Regions from separate parts of the Macaca mulatta genome. Here region 2 is linked to region 1. A link is a contact called in public Hi-C data. All regions are on one chromosome and are shown on one strand. Each heading gives the region's core, a stretch centred on a gene start, on an enhancer-like site or on the middle of the called end of the contact. The rest is flanking DNA. Distances are from core to core; before and after follow the strand shown.

Evidence for each region. Hi-C and Micro-C count contacts between places; a contact is called where the count stands out from the background.
Region 2: a contact with region 1 is called in a Hi-C map of cortical neurons, with 2.3 times the contacts expected there. The contact joins the promoter of LOC717246 here to the promoter of PPP5C in region 1. A contact is called at or near these places in 2 of 14 Hi-C or Micro-C datasets (cortical neurons and liver).

What each region holds. Positions count from the first base shown.
Region 1 is chr19:58,843,998-58,849,349 of T2T-MMU8v2.0, forward strand. It overlaps PPP5C (protein phosphatase 5 catalytic subunit), which reads left to right and starts at 2,100. Exons shown (of 13, transcript NM_001266086.2): 1 at 2,100-2,267. The coding sequence starts at 2,147.
Region 2 is chr19:58,889,588-58,894,939 of T2T-MMU8v2.0, forward strand. LOC717246 (large ribosomal subunit protein eL20-like) reads left to right here and starts at 2,197. Exons shown (of 2, transcript XM_077980790.1): 1 at 2,197-2,477; 2 at 2,777-3,288. The coding sequence starts at 2,310. The coding sequence ends at 3,139. LOC144337229 (a long non-coding RNA gene) reads right to left here and starts at 4,036. Exons shown (of 3, transcript XR_013410030.1): 1 at 3,913-4,036.

The sequences.
Region 1 (5,352 bases), core at 850-3,349:
CTTTGGGAGGCCGAGGCGGGCGGATCACAAGGTCAGGAGATCGAGACCACGGTGAAACCCCGTCTCTACTAAAAATACAAAAAATTAGCCGGGCGCGGTTGTGGGCGCCTGTAGTCCCAGCTACTCGGGAGGCTGAGGCAGGGGAATGGCGTGAACCCGGGAGGCGGAGCTTGCAGTGAGCCGAGATCGCGCCACTGCACTCCAGCCTGGGCGACAGAGCGAGACTCCGTCTCAAAAAAAAAAAAAAAAAAAAAAAAGCACGACTCTGTGTCAGGCTCCCTGCCAAATGCTGTACTCGTGTTATCAAACTCTCCTCTAATCCTGTGTGATGGGGATAATTATTATCCCTGCTTTACAGAGGTTGAAACTGAGGCTTAGAAGAGGGTGATCACTTGCCCAAGGTCACAGAGTCAGGAAAGGATTCTGCTGGACTCAAACCCAAAATTGAAATCCATTATGGCAGCCTCCTTTTCCTCCAGCCCCCAAACAAACAATACGAACAAAGAACACAAAAGAAACATTTACTAAGCCACCAAGATGGGCTCTGGCACCTACAGAGGCAGTAGAGTGGCAATGAAGGACACAGGAAGTAGATAGGATTCCTGATCCTGGCTCTGTCACCTTCTTATGTTGTTGTGACCTTGGTCAAACACCTCTGCAAGTCTGTGTCTTTATCTGTAAAATGGGGATGATACTAATATCTGCCCTTTAGGGTGATTGTTGGTTGTGCTGGGGGCAGTGGGAGAGATGGGGATGGACTAACAAGAGGTTTGGGAGTGGAATAGATAGGTTTGGGAGTGTGCTTCCAGGAGGGTAACCAGAGCCTTACAGGACTTAGTGCTACCTGAGGGCTTAGAAAGGACAGACTGGAAGGGTGTACGGCAGATGGGGGTTGGGGAAGGGGTGGAATCTGGAGATTAGACTATTCAGCCTGAGGTTAGACTATTCAGGGTCTCCTAATCAGGAGTTTGGGTTTTCTCTTAAGGGTGCTGGGGCCATGGAAGGCTGGGAGTGAGGGTGTGCCATGGTTTTATTATGTCTTAGAAAGATCCCTCGGCCAGGTGCAGTGGCTCACTCTTGTAATCCCAGCACTTTGAGAGGCCGAGGTGGGCAGATAGCTTGAAGTCGGCAGTGAGGCCAGCCTGGCCAACGTGGTGAAACCCCGTTTCTATTAAAATACAAAAATTAACCGGGCGTGGTGGCAGGCACCTGTAATCCCAGCTACTCGGGAGGCTGAGGCAGGAGAATCGCTTGAACCCCGGGAGGCAGAGGTTGCAGTGCGCCTAGATTGCGCCACTGCACTCCAGCCTGGTCGACAGAGGGAGACTCCCTCTCAAAACAAAACAAAATAAAACCAAACCAAACCTCTAGCTGCCATGTGAAGGGTAAATGAGGGAGGCAGAGTGCATGCAATCAACGCTGTGATCTCAGACAAGAGAATCTGTAAAAAGGCAAACAGGAGAGTTTATTTGAAGATTCAGGATTTGGGAAGCTGAACACAGGAAGAAAGGGGATGGTGCAACACACTTCTGAGCCTTGCTCAGGACTTGAAATCCAGAGTGCCTTCATTTAAAAACTCAGAAACACCCTCAGGGTTGGACCTTTTTTGGCTTGAGAAGCCACCCATTTTTCAGAGATGGGTAACTGAGGCCCTAGAGAGGAAGGGAAGATTTGTTCAAGGTCACACAGGTAGCTGACAATAGGGCTTGACGCCCGGGTCCGGCTCCGCGTAGGGCATGGCGCTGCCTTGCAAAGCAGCCACACCCGCCAGCGACATTCACAACCCACCCCCCAACCCTAGAGGAGAGCAGGGAAATCCCACTTTAAGAACCGAGAAACTTTTTACAGCCTTGGAACACGGTAACTTTGGGAGCAGAGGCCACACCAGCTCTGTTTCCCCGCGCGCCCCTTCTCTCATTCCCTATTGGCTCTCTCTACCAGGGGTACCGTCCGGGGACCCTCTGGTCACCTTGTCCTCCGCGCGCTCTATGGCGAGAGGGACCTGCGCAGGCGCGTGAAGGGCCCCTTCAGGGCCCGCGCTTTACGACACTTGTGCGGCAGCGGCGGCGGCCACCCGGCGCTCCTTCGCGACGGTTCGGCCGGGTGCCGCTGGCGGCCGTTGCCAGGGTAGGGGTCGCTTTGCGGCATGGCGATGGCGGAGGGCGAGCGGACTGAGTGTGCTGAGCCCCCCCGGGACGAGCACCCGGCTGATGGCGCTCTGAAGCGGGCAGAGGAGCTCAAGACTCAGGCCAATGACTACTTCAAAGGTGCGCCCGCCTAGCAGGGAGGGTGGACAGCGGCTCAGGCCGAGGGTGCCGGGCCCGCGCGGAACCATGGCAACGCGGAGCTGCAGTCTGGGCGCGGGGCAGGCACTACCAAGTGACTGGGCGTGGGGAGGCCCAGGATGGCGCTACCAAGGGGCGACATAGGGGGCTTCGGAGAGTGATACCTAGGAGTGGCGTGCGGAGCGGGTGCTACTCAGTGGAGAGACTGAGGAGGGCGTCACCAATTGTGGGGCGAGAGGGGGACTGGAATGAGGGCGCTACCAAACGTGAGGCCTGTAGAGGGCGCTACCAGGCAGTGACATGTGGTGGGGGAGTGAGTGATGGCGCTACCAAATGGGGAGTCCTGGGGTGGGTGCCGCCAAGTGGGGAGTAGAGGAGGGACAGTCCCAATAGAGGCGGCAATCGTGGGGGTGGGGAATGGATCATTAGATGGGGGGAACAAGGAAGTAGAAGATTTGGGCTGACCGAGGAAAAGGAATGTGATGGTGGGGGCCTTGGGAGTAGGGGTGGGAATCCCCAAGAATAGTATCACTTAGAATATTGAGAAAGAGTCAAGTGTGGGGCACCCATTCATTCATTAATTCAACAAATATTTATTGAGTACCTGTTATGTGCCAAGGACTGTGCTTAACTCTAGGGATATAGCAGTGAAGGAGAGAGATGTGGTCCTGTCCTTAGCTTGTAATTTTGCAGGTGAACCAGACGTGAAAAAAAAAAAAAACATGTAAATAAGTAAAATACTTAAATTGTGATGAGTGCTTTGAAAGCAAACCAGCAGCGTGATGAAGTAGAGAATAAGGGTTGGAGGCTACTTTAGATAGGGTAGTGGGGGAAGGCCTTACTGAGCAGGAAGCATTTAAGCTGAAACTCACAGAGGAAGAACTGGAGAGGAGTGTTCCAGGGAGTTAAGGCAGCCTGTGCAAAGGCCCTGGGGTGGGGAATGAAAGGACACTGGCATGGCTGGGGCTTTTGCTAGTTAGCGGGAGACCAATAGCAAGATGAGATTAGGACAGAGGGCAGATCATGCAGGGTCTCCCCGAGTCATTGCAAAGAGCAGTTTGGAATTTTTTTTTTTTTTGAGACGGAGTTTCACTCGTGTTGCCCAGGCCAGAGTGCAATGGCGCAATCTCAGCTCACTGCAACGTCCGCCTCCCTGGTTCAAGTGATTCTCCTGCGTCAGCCTCCCGAGTGGCTGGGATTATAGATGCGCATGCACACCACCATGCCCACCTAATTTTTGTATTTTTAGTGGAGACGGGGTTTCGCTGTGTTGGCCAGGCTGGTCTCGAAACCCTGACCACAGGTGATCCGCCCACCTCAGCCTCTCAAAGTGGTGGGATTACAGGCGTGAGCCACCACTCCTGGCCCTACAGGAGGACACACTGAGTAAGTAAATGGGACAGTCTGGACTGGAGAAGAATTTGGGTGTGATCAAACTATGGTTGGGAATGGATGAGATAATCTAGTAAGAGGGTCTAGAGAGGGGACTTAGGACAGATCCCGAGTGGAAGAGGGGGAGGCTAAGGAGGACCGCTTAGTGAGGTGGAAAGGAAGCCAGGAAAGGTGTCGGGAAGGCGGAGAGAAGAGAGCGCTTATAGAACAAGGAGCTGGTGCCCTGAGTCCGATGCTGCCAAGGCGAGCACTGGCCATTGGCTTTGGCTCCGTGGATGCTGATGGTGATGTTGACAGGAGCAGTTGTTGGGGAATGACGGGGCTGGTGCAGCCAAGAGGGCGCTGAAGAGTGAATGGGAAGGGAGGGAGTGGAGAGAGCAAATGTTAAGTGTTAGGAGTATTGGTTCTGAAGAAGAGTGGAGAAATGGGGGAGGGTGGTAAGAAGTGAACGTGCGCAGGAGTTCAAGAGCAGCCTGGCCAACATGGTGAACGTCGTCTCTACTAAAAAATTAGTCGGGTGTGGTGGCACACACCTGTAGTCCCAGCTACTGGGGAGGCTGAGGCAGGAGAATCGCTTGAACCTGGGAGGCAGAGGCTGCAGTGAACCAAGATCACGTCACTGCATTCTAGACCGGGCAACAGACAGAAAAAAAAAAAAAAAACAACATGCAGTGTCAGGGGAAGATGGATTTTTTGTAAGGATGGAAGAGAGTAGAGTCCAGTAGAGATGGAGAATTGATTCTGCATGTGAGAGGGGAGACTTGCAGCAGCAAAACCCTGGAGAAGGTGGAGGTGGAAAGGATCTGGACCCCTGGAAAAGAGTTGGCCTCCAGCAGGAGCAGAAGCAAAGTATGGAGAAGTTTGATCTGGTGGGAGCCATGAGAGGGAGGTAGGACCAGTGAGAGATGAGGCCAGAGGTAGAACCTTGGAAGTCAGATTGGGGAATGTGGGTGTCATCCTGAGGGTGGTCGATGCCATGGGATGTTTCAAGAGTGGGGTGCCGTGGTTCAGTTACCATTCAGAAAAGATCCCTGGCTGCCATGCAGAGACTGGACTCCAGGGTAAGACAGGAAGGAGGCTAGATTAGTGGACAGGTGAGGGGTGGTGATCGCCAACCAGGCTGGAGGGACAGAAATAGATTCAAGAAGTGTTTCAGAGAGGAAGTGAGAGTGGCTGCCTGGAGAGAGGGTAGACGGTACTCCAGGCAGAAAAAAAAAAAAAAAAACAGGTGGCAAAGGCCCAAAGGTGAGCGGAACCTGGCATGGAGGCCGTGAGTAGGAGGCTGGAGGAGGTTACGATGAAGCTGCGGGGAGCAGATTGCACAGGGCTGTGGGAAGGAGGCAGGGCTTTCTGGGGTGGGGTGGTGGGGGGATGGGGCTCTGGGGAGCCCTGGGAGGTTCTGAGTAGGGAAAGGACACGGTCAGGTTTGTGCTTTAGGAACACCCCTCTGGTGGGGCAGGAGAAGAGACTGTGAGGCCAGGTAGAGGCTGAGCCAGGAACCTGGGTAGGAGAGGCCAGGCCAGGGCTGGGTGGGGCTGGAGGGTTAGAAGGGAGTGGCTGGATCTGAGAAATGTTCAGGAGGCTGACTTGGCAAAAGAAGCGAAGTGACTGCCAGGCTTTGGGAGCTGAGGGATCGGGAGGAGTCCTGGATGAGGCTCAGTCTCAGCTGGGTGAT
Region 2 (5,352 bases), core at 947-3,446, 46 kb after region 1:
CGGCGACCGATGTCTCGCTAAGTCAGAACAAAAAGACTCAGGCACACCCACCAGAAGGACCAGAACTTTGAGCGGATCAATGCCACAGAGCTGGGCTCAGGGAAACGGAAGGGATATGGGAGGGAGCGAAAGCATTTAACGGGGGAAGGTCTGGGTAAGCCGATAAGTTTTGGGGAATCAAGGGGGATAAATACACGTGAGTAGGGCTCTGAAGTTAGAGGCAATGAATTGAACAAAAAAGAAACAGTAGCTTCCAAAAGGGAGTGTGACCAAGAGACGCCCGTAGAGGCAGGTGATGAACATCCAGGGCTGGCCGGGCACGGGGGCTCACGCCTGTGATCCCAGCACTTGGGAAGGCAGAGGCATGTGGATCGCTTGAGCACAGGAGTCTGCTGAAGTAGGGGACAGCTTACGGTTTGGATCAGGGTCATCAAGCTGGGGACGTGCCAGGTACACGGAGGTGGGGGAGATGTTGGGGGCAGGTGTGGACACTAAGCAATGGTGTCGGAGGCTGCTGGGGAGTCTCAGGGTCTGGCAGGAGCAGATGTGAACTCCCAGGAGTGGTGGACATGAATTAGGGGTCCTAGAAGCCTCACCACCGACTAAGGAAGCTGTGAAGTAAAGACCAGAGAACCCGGGGGAGGGGGAGGCCTTAGATGCTCCCCACCCTATCGACCAGGATGGACCCAGGCATCCACCCAGCTGGGTGGAGCAGAGACTCCAAGGCAGGAAGGACCTGAGTTCTGTCTCCCTGTCGTTCTCTTGGTCCCTTTCACGCTGTCTTCCCCGGCCCCCATCTGTCAATGGCCATGATTAGGTCACAGACCCAAGCTCTGGCCACCAGGGCAGGCAGAGAGATGACCCAACCTCCATAGCACCAGTGGAGGGGGGCGGGGCCTGCCTCCCACCTATGGGGGATGTCATTTGCTTGGCAGCCAGAGGGACAGGCCACCACCCCACCCTTCCTTGCCAGCACCACACCTGGCAGATGGAGAAACTGGGCCCATGGTTGCCTCTGCCCACACCCTCCTGTGGCTCTCATCTCCGTGGTCCAGCAGATGTGGGGAGCCAGGGTGAGGAATTTGGACACTGGAAAACGTGTGGAAGCAGTTAAAACCTGAAGGGACCAGGAGGGGCAGGGTGGGCACCCATCTCAGGATAAGTCGAGGAACAGCAGGCATTTTCCACGCCTGGCCCCTTGGCTCTGTTCTAAGAGTTCACACGCATTAACATTGCATTCCAGCTCAGTCAGACACTTTTCAGATGCCCATTTTGCAGATAAGCAAGTTGAAGTACAGAGAGGTTAAGTTACATACTCAGAGTCACACAGCCAGCAAGTGGCAGAACGGGACTTGAGCACCAGCTGACTGGCTGCAGTCTGTGCCCTGAACCAGTTTGCAGTAGCATTGAGCGCTTTACGTGTCAGGCGGTTTGCAGGCACTTAGGGTCTTCGCAACAGCCCTTTGATGCCAAATGCTAAAATAATATCTGGGGAAAAGCTTTTGACCCCTTTTAGCAAACAAAAATTTTATGATGGCAAGAATTTATCCTGCCTGGTTAATCTGATTTTTCCCTTTTTAGTACATGGATGGTCCCTAACCTTACCCCTGAATAGAAAACTCACGACTTCCCCCAGAGCTGTGCAGCTCTCAAAGCATTTTTTTCCCCCTGAGATGGAGTCTCGCTCTGTAGCCCAGACTGGAGTGCAGTGGCGCGATCTCGGCTCACTGAAGCCTCTGCCTCCCGGGTTCAAGCCTCCTGAGTAGCTGGGATTACAGGCGTGTGCCACCATGCCCAGCTAATTTTTGTATTTTTAGTAGAGACGGGGTTTCACCATGTTGGTCAGGCTGGTCTCGAACTCCGGACCTCACGTGATCTGCCCGCCTCGACTGCCCAAAGTGCTGGGATTACAGGTGTGAGTCACCACGCCCGGCCTCAAAGCATTTTTGTTAGCGGTCTTTTACGATTTCTCCACCGGGCGGGGTGGATCACGCCTGTAATCCCAGCACTTTGGGAGACCAAGGCGGGCGGATCAGAGGTCAGGAGTTTAACACCAGCCTGGCCAACCTGGTGAAACCCCGTCTCTACTAAAAATACAAGAACATTAGCTGGGCGTGGTGGCAGGTGCCTGTAATCCCAGCTACTCAGGAGGCTGAGGCAGAATTGCTTGAACCCGGACCCAGGAGGCGGAGGTTGCAGTGAGCCGAGATCGCTCCACTGTATTCCAGCCTGGGCTACAGAGCGAGACTCCGTCTCAAAAAAAGAAAATTCTCGCTTTTGCGGGTGGCGGCGAGCGCGGAGAGGACGCCATGAAGGCTTCGGGCACCCTACGAGAGTACAAGGTGGTGGGTCGCTGCCTGCGCACCCCCAAATGCCACACACAGCCCCTCTACCGCATGCAAATCTTTGCGCCTAATCATGTCGTCGCCAAGTCCCGCTTCTGGTACTTTGTATCTCAGTTAAAGAAGATGGGCCGGGCGCGGTGGCTCACGCCTGTAATCCCAGCACTTTGGGAGGCCGAGGTGGGCGGATCACAAGGTCAGGAGATCGAGACCACGGTGAAACCCCGTCTCTACTAAAAATACAAAAAATTAGCCGGGCGCGGTTGTGGGCGCCTGTAGTCCCAGCTACTCGGGAGGCTGAGGCAGGAGAATGGCGTGAACCCGGGAGGCGGAGCTTGCAGTGAGCCGAGATCGCGCCACTGCACTCCAGCCTGGGCGACAGAGCCAGACTCCGTCTCAAAAAAAAAAAAAAAAAAAAAAAGAAGATGAAGAAGTCTTCAGGGGAGACTGTCTACTGTGGGCAGGTGTTTGAGACGCACCCCCTGCCGGTGAAGAACTTCGGCATCTGGCTGCGCTGTGACTCCCGGAGCGGCACCCACAACATGTACCGGGAGTACCGGAAGCTGACCACTGCGGGTGCTGTCACCCAGTGCTACCGAGACACGGGCGCTCGCCACCGCGCCCGGGCCCACTCTATTCAGATCATGAAGGTGGAGGAGATTGCAGCCAGCAAGTGCCGTCGGCCAGCTGTCAAGCAGTTCCACGACTCCAAGATCAAGTTCCCGCTGCCCCACCGGGTCCTGCGCCGTCAGCACAAGCCACGCTTCACCACCAAGAGGCCCAACACCTTCTTCTAGGTGCAGGGCCTTCGCCTGGGTGTGCCCCAAATAAACTCAGAAACGTCCCGGTGGGAAAAAACAATTCTCTTGGAACTGTTCTGTGCCTGTCAACTGCATGGCGCTAGGGGGCGCTGCAGCACCACGGTGTTTTATAGTCATTACAACACTCGTCCAGCAGATGGCGGCAAAGTGTTGGGGAAAGAGGATGCCCTTTTGCCAATCCCCATATATTTTTCTGATTTTCATTTGTATGGTATGCAAACATTTCCAATTCTCAAAATTTGGTCTCAGCTACCATTCTAACTATTTGAGGCTTACGCTTCTCTGTTTCCCGTCCACTCTGGGCCGAAGTCTTCCTGTCAGTGAAACAGGGATGTTTAAAGGCGTTTTCTTGGGCCCGTTTCCCAGAGCTGTCCTGACGACCCATTTGGGGCAGTTTCTCTCCTGTTGGGGCGTGGAGCTGCTCTTAAGGCCCTGCCTGCTGGATCCTCAAATAACGTGGTGGACACTCCCCTCCAGACCTCCTCTGTGGACCCAGGCTCTCCTCTCTCAACCCCTTGGAGTTCCCACCTCTTCTGGGCCCCAAAGTCCTGTCTCTAACTCAAAGACAGTTATCTGTGTTAAAATAAAATCACATGGGCCGGGAGCGGTGGCTCACGCCTGTAATCCACTGCGGGAGGCCGAGGCGGGTGGATCACTTAAGGCCAGGATTTCGACACCAGCCTGGCCAACATGGAGAAACCCCATCTCTATTAAAAATACAAAAATTAGCCACGCGTGGTGGCGCCTACCTGTAATCCCAGCTACTCGGGAGGCTAAGGCACGAGAATTGCTTGAACCCGGGAGGCAGAGGGGCAGTGAGCCGAGATCGTGCCTCTGCACTCCAGCCTGGGTGATAGAGGAAGACGCCGTCTCAAAAAGAAAAAAAAAAAAGTAACCTTTTCTGCGCTTGCTCGCTTTATTTTTCAGAGCTCTGATTGCACCTGGTGCGCTCATTTGTTTCTCAATAGCACGCCGACTTGTCAGGGAGGTTAATAGAGGAAATTGGTGACACGGGCGTTGCAATCAGGAAGTGCTGAGAGTAGGAAGTCAGGTGGGCTCACGACTAGCAATGCAGGGAGCTGCTCGCTCGTGAGGATTGGAGGAGCCACGTGGAAAATGCTGCTGCCCAGAGCCCAGGTGGCTGCGCTGGCCAGGCAGGAGCCCCTGGTTCGCAGCGGTGGCCGTCACTGCTGCTGCTGCCACCACGGCCCAAGTATCCCCTAGATGGCGTCCCCTTCCTCTGGCTTCCTCTCCCATAGCAACAGCAGTCCCTGCAGAGGACTCTGGAGTTGTGGTTGCGGGGTCCTACCCCGCAGGGGGCAGGTGGGCGTGGCGGGGAGAGGCAGTAGAGTCCCTCAAGGTCAGCTCTGACCTGTCCCCGAGGTGTTCCCGGCCCCAGCAACTGCTCAGTTATTTGTTGAATACTGACGGTCGATAGAAATCACCTGGACTGGGGAAGGCTGACCCCAGATGCGCCTACTGGGGAATGTGCTGGAAAGATACGCCCCCTGGAGGGAGTGCGCCCAGGGAGTGGGGAGGAGCGTTTGAGATCGAAGGAGTGGCCGCGTAAAGGCCCTGAGGTCTCGCAAGGAAGGGTCCTGGGGTTTCCCAGGCCCTGTTGTAGGTGCAAGAAACAGGAACCTCCTAGAGCGAGCATGCGGTGGGGAGGCAGTGGGTATGCCTCCTAGATGAAGACGAAATCCATGCATTAGGGAGTGAGGCCTGCTGGGGACAAAAGTCTGGCAGGCAGGGCCCGAGGAGGGTCGGGGCAGGAGAGGGTTTGCAGTCATCGGAAACGGGGCGGCCTGGAAAACCCTCACTGAGAAGGTGCCAAGTAAGCAAAGACCAGAAGGAGGTGAGGGGCCAGCAGATGCCTGGGGGAAGCGCATGACGGGAGATGCAGGAAGAGCCAGGTTAAAAGCCTCAAGTGGGTGTGATAATAGGGGGTTATTAATGTGTGACTACTGCCCCTCCCGTGCCAGGCTTGGTGCTGGCGTAGGGGAGGCAGTGGCGCCAAAGAAGGCCACCTGCCTTCATGGTGGTCGCTGTTGGGTTGGATTCCCACGTGCCTGGAGTTTAAAAGTGAGGCAGCCTGGAAATGAGCTTGCAGAGTTCGCTGGGGGACCTGGGGGAGGTTCCGCCGTGTAGACTTTCAGAGAGCTGGCCCGGGGGGGATCTGGATCCTGAAC